Regions from separate parts of the Sus scrofa genome. Here all the other regions are linked to region 2. Evidence: chromatin contacts called from public HiChIP or PLAC-seq data. All regions are on one chromosome and are shown on one strand. Each heading gives the region's core, a stretch centred on a gene start, on an enhancer-like site or on the middle of the called end of the contact. The rest is flanking DNA. Distances are from core to core; before and after follow the strand shown. Region 1 overlaps CSRP1 (cysteine and glycine-rich protein 1). Region 2 overlaps NAV1 (neuron navigator 1). Region 3 holds the start of NAV1 (neuron navigator 1). Region 4 holds the start of CSRP1 (cysteine and glycine-rich protein 1).

The links. HiChIP or PLAC-seq counts read pairs in DNA pulled down with a chosen protein or histone mark.
Region 1: an H3K27ac HiChIP or PLAC-seq map of alveolar macrophages shows a contact between it and region 2. The contact joins two enhancer-like sites. A contact is called at or near these places in 2 of 2 datasets of contacts at active chromatin or transcription factors (alveolar macrophages and skeletal muscle).
Region 3: a contact with region 2 is called in an H3K27ac HiChIP or PLAC-seq map of alveolar macrophages. The contact joins the promoter of NAV1 here to the enhancer-like site in region 2. A contact is called at or near these places in 1 of 5 promoter capture datasets (liver), 5 of 47 Hi-C or Micro-C datasets (embryonic fibroblasts, fibroblasts, mesenteric adipose tissue and 2 more) and 2 of 2 datasets of contacts at active chromatin or transcription factors (alveolar macrophages and skeletal muscle).
Region 4: an H3K27ac HiChIP or PLAC-seq map of alveolar macrophages shows a contact between it and region 2. The contact joins the promoter of CSRP1 here to the enhancer-like site in region 2. A contact is called at or near these places in 1 of 5 promoter capture datasets (skeletal muscle), 3 of 47 Hi-C or Micro-C datasets (embryonic fibroblasts, retroperitoneal adipose tissue and subcutaneous adipose tissue) and 2 of 2 datasets of contacts at active chromatin or transcription factors (alveolar macrophages and skeletal muscle).

The regions. Positions count from the first base shown.
Region 1 is chr10:23,839,060-23,845,170 of Sscrofa11.1, reverse strand. CSRP1 (cysteine and glycine-rich protein 1) reads left to right here. Exons shown (of 6, transcript XM_003357676.4): 5 at 626-719; 6 at 1,149-2,041. The coding sequence ends at 1,225. Among named protein-coding and RNA genes, the nearest start is that of PHLDA3, 15 kb to the right of the region's middle. Within about 2 kb of position 3,155, at least 35 of the 83 cell types and tissues checked have an H3K27ac peak or open chromatin away from gene starts, as enhancers often do. A contact at or near this core is called in alveolar macrophages, where this site is marked.
Region 2 is chr10:24,012,432-24,018,430 of Sscrofa11.1, reverse strand. NAV1 (neuron navigator 1) reads right to left here. Exons shown (of 31, transcript XM_021064517.1): 5 at 4,030-4,132; 6 at 1-149. Among named protein-coding and RNA genes, the nearest start is that of IPO9, 95 kb to the left of the region's middle. Within about 2 kb of position 2,815, at least 32 of the 83 cell types and tissues checked have an H3K27ac peak or open chromatin away from gene starts, as enhancers often do. A contact at or near this core is called in alveolar macrophages, embryonic fibroblasts, liver and 4 more, where this site is marked.
Region 3 is chr10:23,883,504-23,889,892 of Sscrofa11.1, reverse strand. It overlaps NAV1 (neuron navigator 1), which reads right to left and starts at 4,172. Exons shown (of 31, transcript XM_021064517.1): 1 at 3,870-4,172.
Region 4 is chr10:23,859,827-23,866,505 of Sscrofa11.1, reverse strand. CSRP1 (cysteine and glycine-rich protein 1) reads left to right here and starts at 2,486. Exons shown (of 6, transcript XM_003357676.4): 1 at 2,486-2,801.

The sequences.
Region 1 (6,111 bases), core at 1,906-4,405, 170 kb after region 2:
CCGGCTTCTCCATGAGAAGGGCAGGGGTGTGGGCCGTGCCACGAGCCTCTTAAGAGCCAGAAGGGCTTCTGCAGGCTTCTCCCCGCCCTTTCTCCTCCCCAGAGTGCCGGCCCCTCTGTGTGCCAGGCCCCTGCCACACCCTCCGCAGCTCCCCATGAGGGAGACAGCGCCAGCCCTCTCCAGGTGACAGCCTTCGGGCAGACAGGACACTGGCTGCTGATCATGAAAGGTGCCCCCAGGCCAGGCACATGGTTATCTGTCCCATCCTCACAACCAGCTGCCAGGGAGGCAGGGGTCTTCTGGGGAGGAAGGGAGGAGGCAGAGAGCTGAGAGCAGTGCTGCCAGGTCGGCTCTGAGCCCATGCCCACACCCCCTGGACCCGGGCAGCGAGGTCAGGACAAGCCTGGCCCAGCCCGAACTCGGGGGAACAGCTGCCCTGGCGGTGGTCCCAACTCCCACCTGCCCCTGGTGGTGCAGCTGCCCCATAGCTCGTCAGCTTCCTGCAGGACCTTCCGAGGTGGGAGGTTGTCACTGGCTGCTCCCTCCTCTGCGGCCCCAGAGGTATCTTCATTGTCAGGGGGGTGGGACTAGGGGCAGCAGCGTTAGCTGTTTCCTTCCCTTCCAGTCCTGGCATAAGTCCTGCTTCCGATGCGCCAAGTGCGGTAAAGGCCTGGAGTCCACCACCCTGGCCGACAAGGATGGCGAGATTTACTGCAAAGGTGGGTGGTGTTGTTCCCAGGAGGTCTGATGGGCCCCAGGCCCAAGCAGTCACGCCCTTTAGCTGTCGACCAGTTCCGGGGCCTCCATCCGTTCCAGAGCATCGAGCAAGATCCTTTCGTGTGACAGCTGGGGAGACAGCCAGAGGGGGAAAGTGTTACCAGAGTTACGGGGGGGCAGATCTGGGCAGGATGGGTGGAGCCCAGGCTCCCCGCTCCCAGTTCTAAGCTCTGACACGTTGACGCTTCTCTTGGGACAGGGAGGTACTTGGCTCCACTCTGGGGCCAGGAAACTCCTCACTGCTGGGCTTGGTATTGGGGTGGGGGTGCTGGTGGGCTTGCTGCTCCAGAGGCCCTGCCTTGGGGGGAGCGGGGAGGAGCTGTGTGGGAGGGCCGGGGGTGTGGCGTTCTCACCTGCTCCTCTTTCTGCAGGATGCTACGCTAAAAACTTCGGGCCCAAGGGCTTTGGCTTTGGACAAGGGGCCGGGGCCCTGGTCCACTCTGAGTGAGCCCTACCTGCCCCGCTGCCCATGCCCACGCTTCTCATCACCATCCCCCGCCCGGCAGCCTCGCCACCTCCAGGATTCATCCCTTCAGCCCTGCACACATCACTAAGGACTTGAACTTGGGTGTCTGGCTTCCCTCGATCTGGGGGTCTGCTGGAGGCCCCACTCCTCGAAGGCACTCCCCCCTTGCCTGGGACCAGCAGGAGGCCTCAGGACTTTTGTCCCCCCAACACCCCCCCCCCCAGGAGAGTCCTCAGCCTCTTGGGCTGGGTGTCTGTCATCAGTGGGGCCCAGGAGGAGGGGAGCAGGGAGGGAGCAGGTCCCAGTGGGGGGTGGGCTGGGAGGACTGTGCTCCTCCATGGGGAGGGGGGCCTTCTGATATCAGGATGTGGTCTGGCCTTCCCAGGCGTCGAGCTCCCTGTTTGAGGGGGGCCTTGATGATGAAACAGCCCAGCGACACTGGTGTGAGGCCTGGGCCCTGAGCTAGCGGGCAGCTCCTGCTCGGCTGGGCGCAGGCCAGGCCCAGGCTCTGTCCTTAGCACGCCTGCTGGCCATCAGCAGTGGAGGGAGGCACATGCAGCCTTTGTCTGGACACCCCTGTCCCTGCCACCCCACTGTGCAGCAGGGACCCCTCTCTGGCCACCCCACCCCACCCACCCCTTCCAGGTCCCCCAGGTCAAGAGCAGCAGGAGGACAGGGAGGAGCCAGGCCCGGCCGCCCCAGGGGCTGGAAGGACCGCTGCCACCTGGCCTGGGGGCTGCAGCGTGGCCTGTACTCAAGCTGACCCCCCGCCCCGTCAATAAAGCTGTCAGAAGAGAAGCCCATGCTGTCCTGTTCTGTGGGGGCACTGCCACCCCCCGGCTGCAGCAGACTTGTCGGGAACAGCCCGTGAGAGGAGGTTTGGTGGAAAGAAAGTGACTGCTTCCCCCCTGGTGTCTGTTCCAGCCCAGCCCACTGCCCAGGGGGGCCTGATCCTGCTGCCCTGCCCTGTCGACTCCCACATCTGGGGTGGGAACTAGGGCTGGGAACTCGAGGGGCTCATCAAGCCCCCCCACACGTTGCCCAGCTTGGAAAACCCCAGAGTGAGAGGGAAATTCAGCCGAGGAACTTCTGTATCACATCCAGGAAGCTCACTTCTGCGGGGCGGGCGGTGGGGGGTGGACATGAAGTTTTACTTCTGAGTCCGGGGCTGGAACTCAAGTCCAAGGTCAGTGTCTGGTAGGGCCTGCTGCTTCTCCACGTGTCCTCATGGTAAGAGTGGGGAGAGGGTTTCCAGGGTGCTCCACCATCACAACCTGATCACCTCCCAGAGGTGTCACCTCCAGATGCCCGCACCCTGGGGGCATAGGTTTCAACATGTGAATCTGGGGGAACAGAAACATTCAGCCGGTGGCATTCGCCCCCCACACCCCAGTTCATGTCCTTTTCACATGCGAAATTCATTCACTCCATCCCAGCAGCCCAAGTCTTAGCTCTCCATCCAGCATCTACTTTAAGGGCTCAGGAGGTGTGAGCCACATCTGCCACAGGACAGACCCCAGGTCTGGCGCATCCTGAGGCAAACTCCTCTCCAGCTGTGAATCTGTGAAAACATACAAACAAACACGGTCTGTGCTTTTAAAATATGAAAGTAGGACCCACCTAGGCTAGACATTCCTGTCCCCGGAGGGAGAGGTGGGAAAGGAGTGACAGCTTGGAGGAAGCCCAGGACCAGGCAGATCCCCAGCCCACAGAGCTAGATTTGGATTCTGCACTTTCTGGACCCATGGGCGTGGCCTCGTGCCCCCGCACACCCACCACCACCCCCACGACCTGGCAGGTGCCGCCCCCACTCTACCAGCGCCACCTGGTGGCAGCTCCTAGTCAGAAGCCTGGGCGGAGGCGGCCCTTGTGCTCCCTGTGATGGGCGTGGAGTCCCTGGTGTGAGTCACCCTCTGGCCACCCCTTCATTGTCTTGGAGAACAGAAGAGGTGCTGCCTTAGCGGTTGACCTACACTCATCTTATCAGAGGTCACTCGACCGCACCTGAATTCTCTTTGCAGTGGGACAGGCTGGGACTTTTCCAGATCATTTCGTTCTGCTTCCGGTTGGCTCCACTGAGGCCACTTCCTCCTCCTCAAGTGTCACAGTCGGCAGCCAGGAGGAGCCAAGCTGCTCCTTCCACACTGCTCAGAGATCTCAGCTAAATACCTTTCACGAGACACCCCAGTCTGGACACACTCCAGCTCGTTCTTTGCTACTTTTTTTTTTGTTTGTTTTGTTTTTTTTTTTGCCTTTTCTAGGGCTGCACCCACGGCATATGGAGGTTCCCAGGCTAGGGGTCCAATTGGAGCTGTAGACACTGGCCTACACCAGAGCCAGAGCAACGCGGGATCCGAGCCGCATCTGCAGTACACCACAGCTCATGGCCATGCCAGATCCTTAACCCACTGAGCAAGGCCAGGGATCGAACCCTCAACCTCACGGTTCCTAGTTGGATTCGTTAACCACTGAGCCACAACGGGAACTCCCGTTCTTTGCTACTTAAAAAAAAAAAATCCTTTTAGGGCCATGTTTGCCACATATGGAAGGTCCCAGGCTACCAGTTGATTGGGAGCTACAGCTGCCTGCCGACACCACAGCCACAGCCACTGTAACTCCAGATCTGAGCTGCATCTGTGACTTACATTGCAGCTTGCAGCAACCCCGGATCCTTAACCCACTGAGTGAGGCCAGGGATCGAACCCACACCCTCACAGAGATAACATCAGACCTTAACCAATTGAGCCACAAGGGGGTGTTCCCATCTTAACAACCCGACTAGGATCCATGAGGACTCAGGTTTAATCCCTAGCCTTGCTCAGTGGGTTAAGGATCTGACATCGCTGTGGCTGTGGTGTAGGTCAGCAGCTACAGCTCTGATTGGACCCCTAGCCTGGGAACCTCCATATGCCGTAGGCACGGTCCTAAAAAAAAAAAAAGGCGAAACAAATTTTTTTAATTAAAAAATGGAGTTCTTGTCGTGGCTTAGCAGTTAACAAACCTGATTAGTATCTATGAGGACATAGTATCCATGAGAACAAGGGTTCGATCCCTGGCCTTGCTCAGTGGGTTAAGGATCCAGTGTTGCCGTGAGCTGTGGTGTAGGTCACAGACGTGGCTCGGATCCCGAGTTGCTGTGGCTGTGGGGTAGGCTGGCAGCTGTAGCTCCTATTGGACCCCTAGCCTGGGAACCTCCATGTGCAGCACGTGCAGCCCTAAAAAGACAAAAAAAAAAAAAAAAAAAACAAAAAAAAACACACAAAAAAAAATCCCCCCAAAAGACTGAGCCGCAACGGGAGCCCCTTTTGCTACTTTATAACGTGGGTCCCCTTGCCTCCTTTCCAATAATGTGGTCCTCATTTCCGCCCTCAGAATGGCCTTGGCTACACATATTTCTATAGTCTGCTCAGAATTTCTTCCTCCTTTTCCCCTAAGACAACCAGGCTTTCTCTCCAGCTCTTCTTCCTGAGCTCTTAGCAGAAGGGACTCTCCTTGAAAGGTCTGTTCACGACAACATGGGTTTTTCTAGCAGACATCTCAAAACTCCTCAGCCTCTGCCTATCCCCCAGTTCCAAAGCCACTTCCACATTTTTAGGTATTTGTTACAGCAACTCCCCCACTTCTTGGCACCAGAAAGTCTTGGCACCAGAAAGTCTTGGTCAGTTCTGGCTGCTACAACAAAATACCATTAAGTTGAGTGGCTTATAAACAACAGACATGGGGAATTCCTGTTGTGGCTCAGCAGAAACAAATCTGACTAGCATCCAGGAAGACGCAGGTTCGATCCCTGGCCTTGCTCATTGGGTTAAGGATCCAGCATTGCCAAGAGCTGTGGTGTAGGTTGCAGATGCGGCTCGGATCTGGTGTTGCTGTGGCTGTGGTGTAGGACAGTGGCTACAGCTCTGATCCCACCCCTCGCCTAGGGTGTGACCATAGAAAGACAAAAACAAAACAAAGCTAAAAACCAGACATGAATTTCTTATGGTTCTGGAGGCCAGAGTCCAAGATCAAGGTGCTGGTGGATTCTGTGTCTGGCGAGGGCCGGGCTCTAGGTTCACAGATGCAGTGTCCTCACATGTGTCTGCCCAAGGAGGTGAGTGAGCTCTCTGGCTTCTTTTCTTTTTTCTTTTTTGTCTTTTTGCCATTTCTTGAGCCGCTTCTGCGGCATGTGGAGGTTCCCGGGCTAGGGGTCTAATCAGAGCTGTAGTCACTGGCCTACACCAGAGCCACAGCAACATGGGATCCAAGCCACGTCTGCAACCTACACCACAGCTCACAGCAATCCCTGATCCTTAACCCACTGAGCAAGGCCAGGGATCGAACCCGCAACCTCATGGTTCCTAGTCGGATTCGTTGACCACTGAGCCACTACGGGAACTCCTCTGGCTTCTTTTCCAAGGACACTTGTCCCATTCCTGAGGATTCCTCCCTAAAGGCCTGATCACCTCCCAAAGGCTCCACCTCCTAAAACCCCTGGGGGTTAGGATTCCAATGGGTGTATTCTGGGGGACACAAAGGTTTAGTCTCTGCCAGGTCACCTCAGCCAACTCCATGGAAGGGGGAGCCTCTTGTAATCGAGCTTATCCGATGGTTGGCAGTGTCTTTCATCTGAAGGAGCCTGCCTGATGCTTGGGGGCTGGGCTTCTCTGCCCTCACTGTGAATTTACAAAACAATAAGTAGATGCTTTAATGGTAAGTCTGTGCATTGTGTCCTTAGGACCAGATCCAACCGTGGCCTTGATGGGGGGCCCCCCTCCCTGACTCTGGGAACCGGCCCTACATATACAGAAGTGCTGAAGAGCAGTAGGGAGGGGCAAGGTGACATCCAGGGCTTTGAGCTCCCGGCGGGCATGGATTCCATCATCTTG
Region 2 (5,999 bases), core at 1,566-4,065:
AGCTCCCGCCCACCGACGGCGCGTCCCCGGCCTGCAGCCGCGGGCTGGACTGGCCGTAGCGCCAGGAGAGGGGTGACGAGCGGTTAGACAGGCTGGACACGCTGCGGGGGTTGGCGTCGTCACTGTCGTAGCAGGTCATCTCCAGGGAGCTGGGCGGGCAGAAGCACACTGGTTAACCCCAGCCCTGCACCCACTGTGACCCCCGTCCTCAAACGGCCACCCGCTCTCACGCCCCCCACCTCTGTCCACGAGCCTGAGTTCCCTTTCCGTGTAGGTCACCCGGGATACGTCCGCTCAGGCTGTCAAAGGAAGATGATGGTTAGCACTAGGGAAGGAAACTGGTACACTGCAGGGGCACAGATTCTGTACTGTGACCCAGGTTTAAATCTTTTTCTACCTTTACTGGTCAGCAAGCCAGAAGAAAATCAGAAACCTCACTAAGCCTCCATCTCCTCATCTGTAAAATGGGGGCAAAAGCATTAACAGCTACTTGATCATACATAGAGTTGTAAGCACCACATGTGCAAGACCTAACACAGTGCCTGGTATACAGAAGGTGCTCAATAAATGGGAAGGGGCCAGTGAGAGCTGGGGGAGCCGCGGGAGTGTGAAGGGCCTTGATCATCTGTTTTGTTCAGGCCGTCTACCATCTCGTTTGTCAGTTCAGGGCTGGTTGCTTCCCTAACTGGATCGCAGTCAGCAGAGGGGCACAGAGCGCGAAGGTTAAGCTTTGGGAAATTGACTTTGTTTTTTTTGTCTTTTAGGGCCACACCCACAGCATATGGAGGTTCCCAGGCTAGGGGTCCAGTGGTAACTGTAGCTGCCAGCCTACGCCACTGCTACAACAAGGGATCCAAGCCATGTCTGCAACCTACATGCCAACTCACGGCAATGCGAGATCCTTTACCCACTGAGCAAGGCCAGGGATCAAACCCGCATCCTCATGGACACTAGTCGGGTTCGCTAACCCCTAAGCCACAAGGGGAACTCCAGCTTTGGGAACTTGATGAGATGTGCGGCAGGTATCCTAAGCCTAGTGCCAGCCAAGGCAGGGGCATCAGAAGAAGCAGCAGGACCTCGGCAGAGGACAGAGCAGCCTTGAGTGGACAGAGGAGAAGTCATGGGGAAATGGCCATTGGAGCCCCAAGCCTCAGGCCCTACTGGGCCAGGGCAGGGAGGCAGCTTAGTGCTGGACAGCCAGAGTCCAGGGGTCCGGGCCTCTAGAGCGAGGTGTCCTTTGTTCCCCAGGGCCACAGGGGCTGCAGAGGAGAAAGCAGAGTGGGGTCTACTTGGACAGGCCACTCAGAACCCCACAATCCCACCCAGCCCAAATCAACCATAGGGAGGGTCTCAGTGGCTGGGCCTGAATAAAGCCAGACGGAGCTGATTCTCGACATGGGATCTGGGGGCCAAGAAAGCTGGGCACGGGGGTGTGGGGGGGAGGCAACATGTGTTACGCAAAGCACTGGAACCTTAACTCTGCGAAGACATCCATTTTTAGTCACTCTAGGGGGTCAGATGGGTCTGGGACACTGCTTTTTCTATTCCTGTTTTTGTAAAGTTCCTTAAAGGGCCCCAAATCCTCCAAAACTGTCTCTACCAATGGTGAGAAAATGGTTTTTCTCCTCCAGCTTCTCCCCTTGGGCCATTCTGTCTGTCCCTTGTGTCACACCCTGTTCTGCTTACTGCAGCCCTGGGAGAGGATGGAGGTTCCCTGAAGGCGAGCCCCTGGTCCTGCGTGGTGGCCTGTGTCACACCCCCCTCCCCCGTATCGAAGTCTGCACAGTGCCAGGTGGGTACCTGGTGCTCAAGCCACAGGGGTGGGGCAGGCCCTTGCCTCGCCCACTGGTCCTGGCAGGCAGCCTGTTCAGCGTTCTGCCCTATAGGTACCACTCCAGCTCGCTGCCTGTCTTTATTCCCAGCTGCACCTCTAGACCCCTTTGAGTAGGCAAAGGACATTCTAGCCCAAACTTGGGTCCTGGATTCAGCCCTTCCACCTTGCAACTCTCTGGGGAGGACACTGTTGGGGTAGAGGGCATGATGCAGTGGCAGGGGGATTCCGTTTCCTCTCCCGCCCCAGCCCGCTAGCCCAGCCTCTCTCCTTGCTGGGGGAACCAGTCAGAGAAACAGAGGAAGCAGGGCTGGAGGTAAGGTTTCCAAAAAGGAACTGAATCTAGGCTCAGCCTGTGAGCTCCAGCGTGGCAGTAGCCTTACTGGACCACAGGCTCCTCCGGGATGGAGGCTGGGTTTGTCCAGCACGGCGCCTGTGCACAGCCGGCTGGGCTCTAAGCTCGCTGGATGCAGAAGCCACCCCGATTGGTCTGTGTGACTCCAGCATGTGACCCCTTCCCCCGGCCTCCCACGGCTCTTTCTCCGACTCAGGGGATGTGTACACATCCTGTCCACTCCTCCCAGGGCAGAAGGAAGGGCCGACTGATAGAAAGCACACTTTCATCAATAAATGAGCCATACAAACTAAGGGAGTCATTGTTCTGGCTACCAAAGTGTGGACCAGGAGTAATCTAAACCAAAGGCCAAGAGAGGAAGTGGCCCTGGGTCCAGAGTAAACAGAAAAACCAGCTTCAGGGCTCTGGGTTCCTCCCATAAGGGGAGAGAGAAGCCAGAGGCCAGAGGCGCTCCCTGCAAGCCAGTCAACCTCAAGCAAACGGCTTCTGGCCTCCGTCTTCCCACTCCGCCCCGGCCAAGCAGAAAGCAGAGTCTGCCTGAGGTCAGGCTGCCTTAACGTGGGAGGCTGGGGGCTGGGAGGCAGGGGAACAGGAGGCCAGGCTGCTGCTTCTGTTCTTGCCCGTGGGTGAGTCACTTTGGGCGTGGCCCTCACAGGAACCAAGCACTTGGTACCTTCTTGGCACGGGGCTGGTGGGTGAGCTGGTGCTGAGCCCTGTTCCAACGCCTTCCCTGGCTGGGGGAGGAGGACGTTCAAGATTTGATCTGCTGTGACCCTGAAATGGTGAGCCAGGCCGAGCCAGACCTCTGTCCCACTTGGATTCCCACTCAGGGCTGTGAAGGATGGAGAAATGAAGGCGAGGCGACGTGGGGGTGGAGGAGCCCCTGAGGCCTGATTTCAGCTCTGCTTCATAACCATCCCTCCCACCCCCCGCCACCTCCACAAGGAGAGGAGGGCTGAGAGGTGATGAGCTCTCTGTCACTGGAGGTATGCAACTTTAGTCTGGACTTCACTTGGCCACACACTTGGGCTATGAAAAGCCCTTTCCCCTTGCCCCTGTATCCCAACTTTGTTCTCATTTTCCAACCCCAGGAGGCGGGGAGGAACCGACTTCCAGTCCAGCTGGAGAGGCTGCCTGTCCCCCTCTCTCAGCCTTCCTGCTCTACGCCCCCCAGGATTTCTCAATCCTGGCGGTTTGCTCCCCTCCACCCCCAGGGTGTAGCCCAGCCTTCCGTCCCCCTTGGAGCTGACAGCATGAGCTCATCCGGGCAGCCCGAGGAGCCAGTGGGGAAACTTTGAGTCACGCAGAGCCTGCGGCCAGGATGCCGGTGTAGGAGAGGTGCCATGGGAGGGCTGAGCACCCCGCCCGGCGGCCAGAGCCCAGGTGCCTCGAGGAGCAGGTGGAGGGGCGTCCACGTGGCGTGGAATGCAGGCCACTGTGTGGCCACCGGCTGAAGGGGCAAGAACGACCCTGGGTGTCGGGAAGGGCACAGTAGAGGCTTCAGAAGCGGAAGAGGAAGGGAGGGAACAGCTCCTGGCGATGGTGAGGCAAAGCAGCGGGGAGGGCGTGGATGGGCACACCCTGAGCCCTGCGGTGGCTTCTGCTGCCCATCCCACTTCCAATGATGCTCCAACCTAATTACACAGAATCTAATTCTCAAGCAGAAGCAGACACCAGGCAAGGCCATGCTGCCCCTGCCGACGTGTGGATGTGGCGGGAGCCCCCACCCGGAGCTCTGCCTCCACGGTGAGTGTCTGTGCATGGCTGCCAACCTCGAATGCCTGGGCCAAGGTCATGGGCCCTGCTCTCCACAATGGAGGGAAAGGGGGCAGCTCGCTCTCACCTGTGAGTCACCTGGGACCCTCGCAGGCTGGACATGGTCTCTTCCAAGTTCTGTCGGAGATCCAGAACATTCTGCACTGTCCTCTTCCTCTGGGACTCTGGGTCTAGGGGGAGAAGAGGAGGAGCTGGATGAGGTAGGTGCAGGGCGACCGCATCCCCAGGAGGTGAGGGGCCGGGAGGTGCAGGGCGACCGCATCCCCAGGAGGTGAGGGGCCAAGAGGTGCAGGGCGACCACATCCCCAGGAGGTGAGGGGCGCATGCTAGCTTGGAGAAGACTCAACTAGAGCAGAAATGTACCCACCACCTCCCAGGCTGAAAACACCCCAAACCAAGGGCACGAGCAAGAAGGAAGGGCTCAGGAACTTTCTCCTCCCTCCACCAGTCCAGGCGGAAAACGGATGGGACAGGCTTTGGGCAGAAACCTCAGTCAGCCCTGCCCCAAGACTTGTCCTTGACCTTGGGACCCAGGTCGCGGAATGGAAGCAGATCCCCCAAAGCCTCCCTGAGAGGGAGCGTCGGGGACCCAGGGATGCTGGCAGAGGCGCCCAAGAGCTCTGCCCTCAGGCTCCTGTCTGGACCCTCTGCGGTTCTTGCCCAGAGCCCATGCACCCTCCCCACCCAGAAAGGTGCCCTCCAGGAGGTATTTTTTCCCCAAGACTAAGCTCAGCCCAGCTGCTCTGTCTTGTCAGCCAGGGCGGGAGGCAGTCAGGCCCAAGGCCCTTCCAGAACCTCTGAGGCACCTTTCCTGAGGACCAGCCCCATGCCCCGTCCAGCCTGCCCCTCCCTTCTGGGGTCTGGGTGGGAGGGGTCTCATTCTGGGAGCTCCAGGCAGCTGGCTGGTGGGGACAAAGACAAGCCTTCGTGTGTCACGCCTGTGGCCGCCCATGCCTATTTGTCCTGGCAAGGGTCACCTTGTGAGCTGCTTGGGGCTGTGCGGATGTCTTGGCATGGAACACAGGGTCAGAAAATGTACATTTATTTTTAAAGCTTGGTGCTATAACGTGCCTGTGTGAAAACACGGGACTCGGTGCCAAGAGGTGGGTTTCTGAGCCAGGGTGGTGCTTGCCACGGGATTGGCAGAGATGAGGAACAAGGCACGCACGACCCCAGGGACGGAGCAGTCCCAAAGAGCAGGGGACCAAGAGGGACTCAGGGACGAGCGTGACAACTCTCAGCAGGCAGCATCAAGTTGGACCCTCACAACACCTGGGGAGCTGTGTGCTGCCCCATTTCACAGATGAGAAAACAAAGCTTCAGAGAGGGTCACAGGCAGCGCAGGGCACGGCGAGTCCAGGAAGAAACCCCCACTCCTCTCCACACAACACAAGGCAGCACCACCCGCACCAAGCCGGCCACAGCACAGAGCAGGAGCCCCGTGAGCGCTTCAAGGACAGAGAGAGGCCTTTCCGCGGTGGTGCAATAGGGTGGGTGGCATCTGGGGCACTGGGACACAGGGTCAATCTCCGGCCTGGCACAGTGGGTTAAGGATCCAGCATTGCTGCAGCTGTGGCACAGGTTGCAATTGCAGCTTGGATCTGATCCCTGGCCCAGGAACTCCAAATGCTGCAGGGTAGCCGATAAAGAAAAGAAAAAAAAAAAAATGGGGAGATTCGACCACAATAAAAGTATATTAAAAAGGAGGAGGGAGTTCCCGTCTTGGCGCAGAGGTTAAGGAATCCAACTAGGAATCACAAGGTTGCGGGTTCAATCCCTGGCCTCGCTCCGTGGGTTGAGGATCCCACGTTGCTGTGAGCTGTGGTGTAGGTCGCAGACATGGCTCGGATCCTTCGTTGTTATGGCTGTGGTATAGGCCAGTGGCTGCAGCTCCGATTAGACCCCTAACCTGAGAACCTCCATATGCTGTGGGAGCGGCCCTGGAAAAGGCAAAAAGAAAAAAAGAAAAAAAAGAAAAAAAGAAAAAAAAAAAGGAGGGGGACTTGCCATCGTGGCTCAGCGGAAATGAATCTGACT
Region 3 (6,389 bases), core at 2,923-5,422, 130 kb after region 2:
TTGGGAACATGAAGAAGTTCTGGAGATGGACCATGTGAATGGACTTGATGCCACTGAACCATATGCTTAAAAGTGATTAAAATGGTCAATTTTCTGTTACAGCTCTTTTACCACCATAAAACATTTGAATGGTTCAAATACAGTAACTATAAAGAAAACTATAATAAACATGCATCAACCCACCTGACTACAGCATGGTAGCACTTTGTCAAATTTTTTGGTTTCGAATTTTTTATTTTTCTAATTAAAGTATACTTGGCTTACAATGCTGTGCCAATTTCTGCTGTACCACATAGTGACCCAGTCACACACACACACACACACACACACACACACGTATATACATTATTTTTCTCATGCTATCTTCCATCGTGTTCTATCCCAAGAGACTGGCTAGAGTTCCCTGTAGTATAGAGGAGGACCGCCAATATCTTCAATTTTTTCAATAAAAGAGGTGAAACATGGCATTGAAAAAAAAAAAAAAAAGCTTAAAGATGGATTTTTCTCGGCATTCAAAGGCACTTCAACATAAGAAAAAACAATCAATGGACCCAAACACATGGTGACCTCAACTGACACAGAAAAATAAGGCGTTTGACAAAATGCAACACCCTTGCATGCTAAAAGACCCTTAGAAAACTAGGATTAGAAGGGATTTCCTCAATATGATAACGAGCATTGTATAAAAACCCCACAGCAGACATCTACCTAGTGGGGAAAGTCAGAAAGTCTCCCTGCCAAGATCAGGACTGAGACGGGGCTGCCCGCTCTCGCCACAGCCACGCCGCACCGTGTTCAAGGTTCTAGGCTGAGTGATCGGGGAAGAAAAAGCAACCAAAGCCTTGGAAAAGAAGAAGCGAACGTCTCTCTATTCACAGCTGACCTGACCCTACATATGGAAAATCCCAAGGAATCCAACACACACAGAAGCCACAAGAGCTCATAAACAATTGTTTCAGGATCCAAGAGCAACACAAACAACCCCGTTTAGGAAAGCGTTCAGAGCCTCCGAGGACCTGGCATCAGCGCCTTCTCGGGGCCCCTTGAAGTGGAAACATCTTGTTATTCACGCTCCTTGGCACAGACACACATCAGCACCATTAATTTTTTATGCGAATTGGTGCATCTCATTAAAGTCCGGCAAAGAGAGGCAATGGGATGGCGGTGCTGGCAGCAGGGACTGGCTTGAGGATGGAACCACACCCACCGGCAGGTCAGAGTGACCTGGGTCCCAGCCATCCTGCCTCCCTTCACATCTCAAGAGTCACAGGAAACTGGTGAGCAAGATCCCAGGCCCCTTGGAGGAAACGAGGCCTGAGTCAGCCTTCCTGGGGCGGGGGGCGGACCAGCCCCGGAAACGGCTTCCTTAGGGGGGTGTTTCCCACTTGAAAAGTTGGTGGGGTTTTACTTATTTATTGTTTTAAGTTGGAGAAAAAAAACGAGAAGGACTCTTAATGATGGTTTTGGGGACTCCGGGCCCGAAAGATGAAGCGTTTGCCAAGTGTCGACACATCCCTAGTTCTAAGAGCTGGTGGTTGGTTCCATCAGAGACAGCTCTGTCTCCCCTGGTTTCTGTTCCTCTCTCTCACCAGCAGCCACAGAACATCTGCGGAGATCTATGGGGGGGAACACGAGGGAGAGAAGCATTCTGATGTGGGGAGGCGACCTGCTTGACAAGGAGGGAGCCCAGGACTGGAAGTCCCAAGCCTGTGTCCCAGGTCGGCTTCGGCAGCCCCCAGCCGCGTGGCCTTGTGCCCTTCTGTTCCCTCCAGGAGGCCTGTCCCTCCCTCCTGGAGGGCAGGGCAGGGGCTGGGAGGGGAAGCGATCCATCTGACTTTGACATTTTAGTTTTTCTAAAGGCCAATCCCTTTAAGAATTTCCAAACCTTAAAAGAAAAGGGAAGGGTCACTGATGGAAAATGAAAAGATGAAAAGAGAGACCAATTTAAAAAGACGGACAAGAGCTTTTGCTACCCGAGGCCAAAGCTGAGCTGCTATAAGGTTTGGGAAGGGAAGGAAAAAACAGCCTCTCTGTTTTCTGTTTCCACAGGCCAGGACTGCCCAAGGAGATCTGGGAAAAGCCTACATGCCTAAAGCTTGCCCAAATCAACCACATTAGGGACCAGGTTTTGAGGGGGGGCAGAAGGTTGGGGGCAGGGAGGGGCGGGGGGCAGATCAAACAACACCCAAAGAAAACCTAAACAAGAATAAAGGGGCACCAGATTGGATGGGAGGCCTCTGGGTGGTACCTAAGGTTTTTTTTTTTTCCAATTGTATTAATTCCACAAACATTTAGAATGTACCTGCTAAGCGCTGGCTGTTGCAGGTGGTAAAACAAGCCAGCTGGCAGGAAGGTGCTCACTCGGAGACACAAACACAAAGCGGAAGGTGAAATCTGCCCCGAGGGAGCTCAGATCCATTTCCTGAGTTCAGAGTAGGGGCTGTTCCTGCTGAACCTGGGAAACTCAGGAAGCAGCCCCTCGAGGCTGCAGTACAGACCAGAAAAGCCTTGCCCAGTCTTCCCTGACCTGGGAGGACAGACGTGAGAACCTATCTGCTCCCTGAGCATCCTGGGGGAGAGCCAAGCAGGCACAGAACCACAAGCTGATCAAAAACTCGCCTCCTGAACCACTGGGGAAAGTGCGGACCCCATAAAGCTCATCTCGCTCACCTGGGAGGAAATCCACAGCCACTGCGATTCCCTGTCTCATTGCTCAGTTTAATCCCAAAGACACACAAACCAAAATTCAAAGCAGGATTAAAAAACAAATCATAAGCAGGCTGGAGTCATCTGTGTCTTTGGCTGGAAGGGAGCCGGGATCTACAGGGTGGCAGCTCGGCCCACGTGGAGAGGAGTGGGTGGCGGGAGGTGGGGGGGTGTCTTTGTGCGAAGTTCCTCAACCCCTAGGACAAGTGACTGCAGGGGACACACGGGACACACGCAGGGGAACGAGACCGCACGCAAGATGCAAACCCAGGCAAACCCTAGGTTTCTGTAGCGCCAAGAGGCCGCAGGCTTCACTGCATTTGAACCAGCCAATGGGGTCCCAACCACTGAAACAGGAAGCCGGATAAACAGCACGTTATCCAGGGGGATCCGGCGCTTCCCAGAAGCCGGCGCCAGCTGCGCCCTGGGCTGTCCTAACAAAGTCCCATTGACTCGCCAGCTGATTTTCCTGTGTTGGGCTCAGGGACAAGGAACCCTCGCTGCCGGATGGACGTCACCTCTGCCCAGGGCCCCCACCGCCCACCGGTCAGCCTCTCCCACCCCGCCTACCCTCTCTGCCCCCTTCAGACCTGGCCGGTTCTTTATCCTCCGACCAGTTTCTATCAGCTCCGAGCATAGAAGGGACCAGAGGGCCCCAGCAAGGGGACCCCCAGGTGAGCTCCGAGCCCACCCGTTCTCTTCCCCTCTCTCCCTGTCCTCCGGGAAGCTTGCTCCAAGAGGGCGATTCTCAGCGCATCACCCCCGCCAGCGAGGGTTTCTAGACCTGCGAGCCAAGGTCACTTGCCCAGCTCTTCTCTCCTGGGATGGGAGGTGTGGGCAGGGACTCCTCGGCGTCTCTGATCATGGGGTCTCAACACACTTTCAACTGCACCGCAAGGGAAACCGAGGCTCGGAAAGGCTGGAGTTGAGTGGCCCCTGGTGAGTCAATTCCTGGGCTGCCCCACAGGGACATGAAGACACGCACCTTCCCGAGAAGCCGCTGGCACCCCGGTTGTTACTCCAGCGCCTCTCCGCGCCCAGCGCGCAGCCTCTCGGGGGCGCGAGCTCACCTCCCCTACCCGCGCCCCGGGAACTCGGTCCCGGCCCCGCAGGACCTGCCAGCCCCGCCCCGCGACCGCCCGGTCTCCGCGCAGGCAACTCACCGGCACGCCGGCACTCCCGGGCCCCGGCTCCTTGCATCCGGACCGCGGCGGCCGAGCCCTCGGCGCGAGGAGAAAGTTCTCGGGCTCCCGCGCCGGCTGGGCCCTCGCGGAGTCTCGGCGTCCGCGTCCGCGTCCAGCCGCGGGCTGGCACTAGGGCCGCCGGCGGCCCCGGCCCCGCGACGCGGAGGGAGGCGGCATCCCGAACAAAGTGCGTCCCGGCCGGGCGCGGGGCGGAGCCTGGTGACCCGCTGCCCCGGGCACACGCCGGCCGCCTCCCCGGGCCGGGGGGCGGAGGCTGCGCCGCTCGGCGCCCTCGCTCCCCCACCCCCCGCGCTGGGCCCGTTTAACCCGCAGAGGGGCGGAGGCGCCGGTCCCTTCCAGACTTTGTCGCTGGAACGCTATTCCCGTAACCCTTTCCTGCCTTCGCCTTCCGTCCCGCCTCCGCGGCCTCAGAAAGGAGGAGCTGGGTGGCGGGCAGGAAGCCTTCGCACAATCGAGCCTTTCCTTGGCCCCGGGCCGCCGCCGCCACTTCCAGGCCCGGCCGCCCCCACCCCCACCCAAGTCCTCGGCCGGCTGGGCAGTTCTTAGGAGAGGGGACAGATGGGTCGGCCAGCCCACCCCCCACACCCCGTCTGCCTGCCCCCTTCCTTCCTCTGTCCCCCTGTCTGAGCTGGGACACGGGTGCAGGGGAGAGGGGAGACCCCAGGAGAGCCAGGTAAACAGTAGGTGCTCAGTAATACAAGGCATGGGACTCCATTCCACCTCCTGCCCCTCCTCCTTCTGGGACCTCAGGGGTGGGGTGGGGAGAGGAGGTGACCAGACCTGCAGAATGGCTGGAAGGAGGGCTTCCGTCAGAACCTAGGGCACTGCCTGTGCAGTGCAGGCCCCCAGCCCTACATCCCAAGAGAGCACATCAGAGGTCAGACGGTGGACTCTGGGACACAGGGAATAGTGCCACCAAGGACCCTGGAGTCTGCGATCAGAGATGTTGCCGCCTCCCCCCCACCCTCAAACATTAGTTTCAGAAGAGCCAGCTCCCTGGGTCTTAGAACCCTTCACCAGGGACATCAACCAGTGGCCAGCAGCGGCACTCAAGAGTCCAGAGCCCTGCCACACCCATCGAGTCACTCAGGTCACAGTGGCTGTGGGTGGCCATAAGGGAACAACAAAGGGACACCAGATACTGGGCCAGAAGTGACACTGAGGAATCCCACCTTGTCAGGGAAAAGGGTTTTTAGATGGTTTTGTCTGTGAAAGAAATGAGTTGTCTCTGCGGAGTGGGGGTGGGGGCATCTCAGAGGAACCCGTGCATGTGATGAGCCCCTCACCCTGTGTGTAGCAGCTGGAAGTGCGGGCTCGAAGGCAGATTGCCTGGGTTCCTGGAGCTACGCTTCACCAGCCCTGGGAACTTGAACGGATTCTTGAACCTCTGAGTGCTTCAGTTTCTCCCTCTATGAAATGCAGTAATAATAGCTGCTGTCTCCCGCGACTGTCAGGAGGATTATTAAGTGTGACAGTATAGGTGACACACTCAGGACAGTGCCTGGAACTACTCTGTAACCATTTGTTGTTATCCTGATCCCTGAGCCCCGCACCCTGCATCCAGTTTGGCGTTCAGCGGTGCCCTAACTGGGACCTCTCCTGCTTTTCACAGGCTCCTGGGCCAGCAAAGGGGAGCCTGGTCCTTTAAGAAGAAGCACTGTCCTTTCTCGAGGCTCATGGGGGTGTGGGCTGGCTGGGCTCCTTGGCCCTCCTAAGCCAGGGAACTGAGGATTACACAGCAGGCTTGCCAGCCAGTATCAGGGCCTGAACTGTCTGCTGACCCTCGGGGAGGCTGGACTCAGGGCCCCACCCGCACCCATAATGTTGGGAAGATGCTGCTGCCTGGGTGCTGAATGGGGAAGAAGGCCAAAACCATGGCTTTCTGAGGGTTAAATCTAGTCCATCAGTATTCCCCCCCCTTTTATGAATGGCTGCTCATCCCTGTCCCCTGCCCCCAAATGTCCCAGTCACAGCCCTCCAACAGTGCGGGTGTCCAGATTAACACGCCAGCAGGTGGACGGGCCGGGGGTGGGGGGTGATGAACAGACCAGGTCTTGTCGTGGGGAAGGGCTGAGGCTGTGCTGGTGCCTGAGAGCAAAGGTGGAAATGGGGCGGCGGCGGGGCAAGGCCCCCGGGACCGCAGACGCAGCGCCGCCGTCTGGGCAGAAAGCAGGGTCCCGCCCAGCCCAGAAAGGCCGCTGCCAAGTGCCTGCCTTGTGAGTGGTTTTCCTCCCAACACAGTGATGACTCAGTTGCTCTGAATCAAGCAAATGGATTTTCCTTAAACATGAAAATCAATAAGAAGGAAAGTCAAGAAGGGCTTGGCTGCAGGGAGGTGATGCAGGAGGCGTGTGGGGGACCCTGGCTCCAACTTAGGTCCCCTCAAGGTGGCCTCCAGGCCTGCTGACCTCACTGAGACCCTTCAACCCATGCCCCCCTCGATCCCCAGCTTAAAGCCAGGCCTGCTCTGAGGAAAGA
Region 4 (6,679 bases), core at 1,237-3,736, 150 kb after region 2:
TGTGCAAATTCCCTGACCCTGTGCTCCCCACCGGGGAGAGGAATGAAGCCCGCAAGGCGATTACAAAGCCTGGTTTGTCTGGGACGGTCCTGCTGCCTTAGTGTTGCACGAATACCATCACTGAGCCAGCCACTCTCAGCAGCCTTTTAGGCTGCGCGACGGGTCCCCAGCCACCGCATTTCAGAGCGAGGTGCTGGAGAGCCTCCCGGAGATTCCAGGGGTGACCTCGGTTTCCTGGACCTCCCTGAAGGCTGTTTCACAGCGCAGGCTGGCTGTCCTCACTGCAGAACTCCGTCGGCAGTCCCACCACCCAGACAGGACCAGCCCAGACCCAAGAAGGAGAGGCAGGAGTTTGCCCTTTTGTAAAGGTTTGGGCAAGACTCCAAAGCTCCCAGCTCAGGATCCGGTGAACTGACGGGAGGCAGGATGATCCTGTGAGCCCACCCTCTTTGGGCAGCGAGCCCCTGGCCTTTGACCTGACGAAGTCCTACAGTTTAATGTGCCTGTTTATCTACTGCTGGCTCAGCGCACGGAGGACCAGAACTTCCCCTGGTTTCTGCCCCTAGTTCTCACTTGGCTCAGAGGAGAACCGCCGAATCTGCAAGAAATCCTGGTCGGTCAGTGATCCCAATCTTGGAGGCCCTATTTGTTTGTTTTTGTCTTTTGGGGGCCACACCCATGACATATGGAGGTTCCCAGGCTAGGGGTCTCATCGGAGCTACGGCTGCTGGCCTACCCCACAGCCATAGCAACACCAGATCCGAGCTGCATCTGCGATCTACACCACAGCTCACGGCAACGCCGGATCCTCAACCCACTGAGCGAGGCCAGGGATCGAACCCATAACCTTATAGTTCCTAGTTGGATTCGCTTCTGCTGCGTCACGACGGGAACTCCTTGGAGGCCCTGTTTGCATGATGGGCCTGGCCCAAAGAAAGCTGTTTCTTAGGCCAGGAAGTCAGAAAAGCCCAGATAAACACCTCATTTTCTGGATTCTAAGATGCTTGATTTTATTCCTGGAGGAGAGATGATTCGGCCACCTGGGGCTGTAAATGAGGCCTGTGAGGGTCTGAGGCCTCGACACCTGTCCAGGCTGGAAGATGTGGCAGCTGCACCTGTGCGTGACCCGGAGGAAGGGCCACCAGCTGCCCAGCAGCCCTCCAAGACCTGCCCCCGGGGCCACAGCCATGGGCGAGAGGAGGCTTCCTTCTCAGAGACACTGGAGCCCATGAGGGCAAACAGCAGGGCACCCGGGGAGCAGGCACAGCACAGCGAAATGTGCGCCGAGGTCTGAGTGTGGTTTGCACCCCACTCGGTGTGCTCCCAGTGCAAAGGGTGCCATTCGACCTGGAAATGCAGTGAATGAGCTACGACACCGCGGACCCAAAGAAGTGCTTTGTCTCCCTAAGTTCTCAGTCTCTCTCAGGTCTCCGTGTTCCTCCGAACAGGACTTGGGGGAGCAGATGGCACCTTCTTTTATTTTTTTCTTTTCTTTTTTTTTTTTCCTCGTCTTTTTGCCATTTCTAGGGCCACTCCCGTGGCATATGGAGTTTCCCAGGCTAGGGGTCTCATTGGAGCTGTAGCCACTGGCCTACACCAGAGCCACAGCCACGCGGGATCTGAGCCACGTCTGCTACCCACACCACAGCTCACGGCAATGCCGGATCCTTAACCCACTGAGCAAGGCCAGGGATCGAACCTGCCACCTCATGGTTCCTAGTTGGATTTGTTAACCACTGAGCCACGAGGGGAACTCCGGCACCTTCCTTTAGAGCTGGGCTCGCTCTGCCCCCCACCAGGACCCCTCTGCCAGGGGGTGACTCCCTCTCCCTCCAGAGCCCCAGGTTTCTGGGCTGTTCTGCCCAGGACAGAGGTGGAGGTTCTATCCTGACCCAGGAACAGCTCTGCAGGGAGCGGGCGGCTCTGACCTCTGAGATGCCCGCTGCTGCAGGCACAGGAAGGGCTGGGAGCTGCTGAGGGCGGCACCCACTTTTCAGAGCTGCTGTTCTGGGGGAGGGGTGGGGCAGCCTCCTTTGGAGAGCAGGGGAGATTGGGGAAGCCCAGAAGGAAGAGCTGCTGGAGGAGGGCGTTACACTCACCGAGGGCCACTGCTGAGGGCGTAGAAGGCTTAGAAGATCTGCCCCGTCTCCCCCCAAAACACACCCCTTCCCTGTGGATTACAGCTCCTTCACAGATGCGGAGCCTGTGGGCGGGGGTGGGGGGTGATTTGGAATCTAGGCCAGGGCAACAGCTAGTACACGGAAGGGGCGGGATCCGAACTCAGGCCTCTCTTACCCTGGTGCTCAGATGTGTCCTTGCCACCCTGCCGCCAGAACAAGTGAGACCCCACCACCGTCCCCACCGCCATCCACGCCCGCCCCTTCTCTTGTGGCGCAGGTTTTATCAGAAGTCTTAGCTCTCAGACTTGTGTCTCCACCCTCTCGCATCCGGCCGCCAGGAAACCCTGAGAAGTTCCGGGCACGTGCGAGACGCGGCTTCCTCCGTGGCGGGGGCACAGGGGGTCCCCCGGGCGCAGCCGGGTCGCCCCGGGCCTGGGGACCCCGCTGGGGGGTTGGGGGGTTGCGCCAAGACCTTAGCGCCGATGCGGTGACATCAGCCCCGGTGTGGTGACATCGGCGCTGGTGTGGTGCAGTGTGCAAAGCCCACTGGTTGGCGTGGCCGGGACACGCCCCCCGGGAGCGGAACAAAACGGCGCGCGGGCCGGACGAGCCCAGCCCCGCTTCCAGAGCGCCGCCCGCTGTCGCTGCCGCTACCGAAAGCCCAGCCACCACCGCCGCCAGGTGAGTGCGCGGGGTCTCGCCGAGCCCCTCTGGGCCACCCCGCTGGGCTCCGCTGCAACCTCCGCCCCTACCCCCGAGCGCCCTGGCTCCTCTGCGCGCCCCGGCTCCGCGCGCGCTGGACGCCCCCGGCCTTCTTGTCCCGCCACCTCTCGGGAGGCTGCAGGGGAGGGTAGACGCGACACCGGGCGGCCGGGGCCCGCGCAGGCCGAGGAGTGGGGCCAAGTGGCCGCGCGGGTTTCTTTCCAGGAGGCGCGGGGCTCCTCCCCGCTCCGGGTTCCCCGGACACAAAGGGCCCCCACGTGCCCCTGTCCCGGGACGGCCCGGCGCCCCCCACCGCCTGCGGGTCCCGAGGCGGAACAATGGGCCATTCTGCGCGCACTGACGCTTGTTGTCCGGCGGGGGTGGGAGCCTCTTGCAGCCCCCGCCCTTCTGCCCTGGGGGAACGCGCCCGCGGGCAGGGTGGGGACCGTCGGGCCTCGGGGGCCCGCCCGTGGCAGCTGCGCCCTGCCCTGCGCAGCGCAGGTGCTGGTTTCACTCTTTTCAAAAGACTAGATGGAGTTGCCCCCCACCTCCCACTGCGCGCGCCCCATTCACTCCCGCCCCCGCCGGCTCGTCTAAAGGAGTGGGGACCATCGCAGAGCCTGAAGGGACCCACAGTGCTTGGTGGCCTCAGTCCCTGAAGTGGGGAACACACTTAGAGAAAGTTGCAGTCCATTGCCCCACCAGCAACCACGAGGCAGGCGTTTTATCTGCTCTCACAGGCCCCAGAGTGTTGTGCAAATTCTGCAAACAGTTGTGATCTAATCAAATCTGGGTCTAGGCAGGAGGCTGGGTGGCTCAGCTCCCCGGAGGCGGGGGCACCCCTGCCCCTGGGTGTGAGTGGATGGTTAGGCCCACCCAGCTGAGAGGGCGTCACCTGGGCTCCTACCCCCAGAGGTCCGTACACCCGGCTCTGGTGAACACGGCAACCCACTCGGTGAGAGGTTGTTGGAAGGGGAACTGATCCTGATCCTGAACCCGTGGCCTTAAACAGGTCGCCTCCCTCTCACGCTCAGTTCCTGTAGGGTTGGCACTGGGAGAGCCTTGCACAGACGTGGAACCCAGCGGGGACAGTGGCTCCCTTCTCCTTGGCCTCCCCCCAGCCCCCCACCCCATGCCTCCCCACTGCTCCCAGAAGCTCAGCAGGCTGGAGGTGCTGTCCTCTCAGGGCAGGCTGGAATTTCTTCCCTGAGGGATTTGGGGACCAGGTGCTGAGTGTTCACTGCTGCGCTCACCTCTGGCCTCCAGATGTTCATGGTGGGCTGAAGTGCTTGCGGGGGGTGGGGGGGGCGGGCCGGCAGGGTCACTTCTTGCGAGAGAGACTATCCTTGTGGCTGCTCTTGGTCTCCCAGGGAGTGACCTTGTGCCTCAGGGAGGAAATCCGGGGGGAGGGGGGACAGGCAGGCAGAGAAGGAAGTTTATCCCACAGAGGGTGTGTTGTGGGCGGGCAGCGCTGCCCGTAGAGGGTCCTGGGAGACACAAGGGAGAAACTGAAGGGTGGGCCCACCTCCTCTGCTTCTGGGTGGGAGCCAGCAGTGCCCCCCCGGGCTGGGCCCTGGCTGCAGGAGCACCTGCCTTCCAGCCTGGGTGTTTTCTCATGGCAAACATCTGCCCTTCAGGAGCTTGGGAGTCCTCCCTGGCCCCAGGGGCTGTGTGCTGGCACTTGGTGGGTGATCCGTACAAATTTGGTGAATGGACAGGATGGGGCTGGGCTCTGGGCTGAACTGCCATGCATGCCAGTGAATCTGGCAAGGGTTACTCGCTGGTTGCTCCCTGTGAGTGGGATTGAGGACCAGGTGGGGGAAAAGTGACACCCTTTCTATTTACCGTGGGTCTCCTGGTGGGAAGGCAAACTGGGGAGGCTTTCTTGAGAGGCTGCCAAAGTTGAAATATTTTTGTAAGCCGGCCTCTTATGAAAAGTTGACTTAAAGAAGACAGAGGGATCTTGCATTAAATATTTTGAGGCGCTCGAGAGAAGAAAGGTTGCCCTTTGCCACTACTCAGACCTGTTGGCAGATAAGGAAGGAGACAGAAAACTGGGCAGCGTTAGAGCCGCCCTTCCCCGGGAGAACAGTGGCAGGTGTCCGCACCAGCTGTGCCCCAGGGTCTGGCCTGCTTCCTTCTCATGTTATCTGTACGGGGTGGGGATGGGTACTCCCCATTTCACAGACAAAGAAACTGAGGCTCAGAGGTTTCAGCTGCCATTCAGACCCAGGCAAACACCTTCCAAAAGCCACACTCAGTTACCATGTTATCACGCTCCTCTGCGTTTCCTATTTCAGAGGCAACTTGCTAAGGAAATATCCGCCACTTATGAAAGCGCTTTACTGAGGCTTATAAACTACTTAAGATGGAATTCCCGTTGTGGCGCAGCGGAAACGAATCCGACTAGGATCCATGAGGTTGTGGGTTCGATCCCTGGCCTTGCTCGGTGGGTTAAGGACCTGGTGTGGCTGTGAGCTGTGGTGTCGGTTGCAGATTCTGCTCAGATCTGGCGTGGCTGTGAGCTGTGGCTGCAGCTCTCATTTGACCCCTCGCCTGGGAACCTCCATATACTGCGGGTGCGGCCCTAAAAGGACAAAAGACAAAAATAAGTAAATAAATAAACTACTTAAGGAAGATGTGGCTTTGCCAGTGGGAATGGGGATGGAGTCAGGTTAGACCCAACGACTTCTAGGTCTTTCTTCTGCTGCGTGGCCGGGGGTGGGGGTGGGGTCCCAGGGAAGAGGCTTTCACCACGTCTGACATGCGTCTGAATTTTGGTGTCAGGTTTGCAAGTAAAGGAAGTCTGAAAGAGAGCCCGCTTGAGGAAAAGACACACACACACACACACACACACACACACACACACACACACACACACACAGAGCAAGCTGTGGCTAGACGGGGGAGGTGCTGGAAGTCAGCAGGAGCAGCGTGGCTGGCGGCTTGCAGTTGTGAGGAGTTTCTGTGGCAACGATGGGGCTTCAGTACCCAGGAATTTGTCTGACGTCAGCCCTGGGTAATTCCCATGTATGGTAAAGAGCATGGATCCGGAGGCCTCTCCAGGGCTTCCCAGGGCCAGAAGGCAGCCTCTTGACTTGTATGACTTGTACAAAGGATCACTGCACCACTCCCGCCTGGCAGTAGCGCCCCCTCTCCAGCGAGGCCGCGCCCCCCCCCAGCCATCTCTGTAGGGGGTCCCTGTGGCCTGGAGCCTCCCTAGACGGCAGCTGCAAAGCGGTCTTTATAAGGTCTCCGTACTCATGGGTTTGGGTTTTGCTTTTCAAAACCCGTTGTGGCTCAGTGATTAATGAATCTCACTAGGAACCATGAGGTTGCAGATTTGTTCCCTGATCTTGCTCAGTGGGTGAAGAATCCGGTGTTGCCGTGAGCTGGGGTGTAGGTTGCAGATGCGGCTCGGATCCCGCGTTGCTGTGGCTCTAGCGTAGGCTGGCATCTACAGCTCTGATTCGACCCCTAGCCTGGGAACCTCCATATGCCACAGGAGCGGCCCTAGAAAAGGCAAAAAGACAAAACAAAAACAAACAAACAAACAAAAAAATCCAGGAAAAATCCTTCAGACCCTTTCTGCGTGGGATGGCCAGTTGTGACCCTCGAAGTGGTTCCAGATAAAAGCAAAGAAACTTGACCTGTTGGTCAGTCTATGAAGCTTGCGAGACTATAGGATTTCCTATAATTGTTTTGAAATACTTAAATCCTAGACCCCAACTTCTACCTTCTTTGATCATCGGATTTCTGCACTCCGAGGGTGGCATGTCCTGCTGTCATAGGTGGTAGGGGTCAGCGCCACCTGCTCAGCCCACTGTCCCACAAGGGCCTGCACCTGGACTTGAACA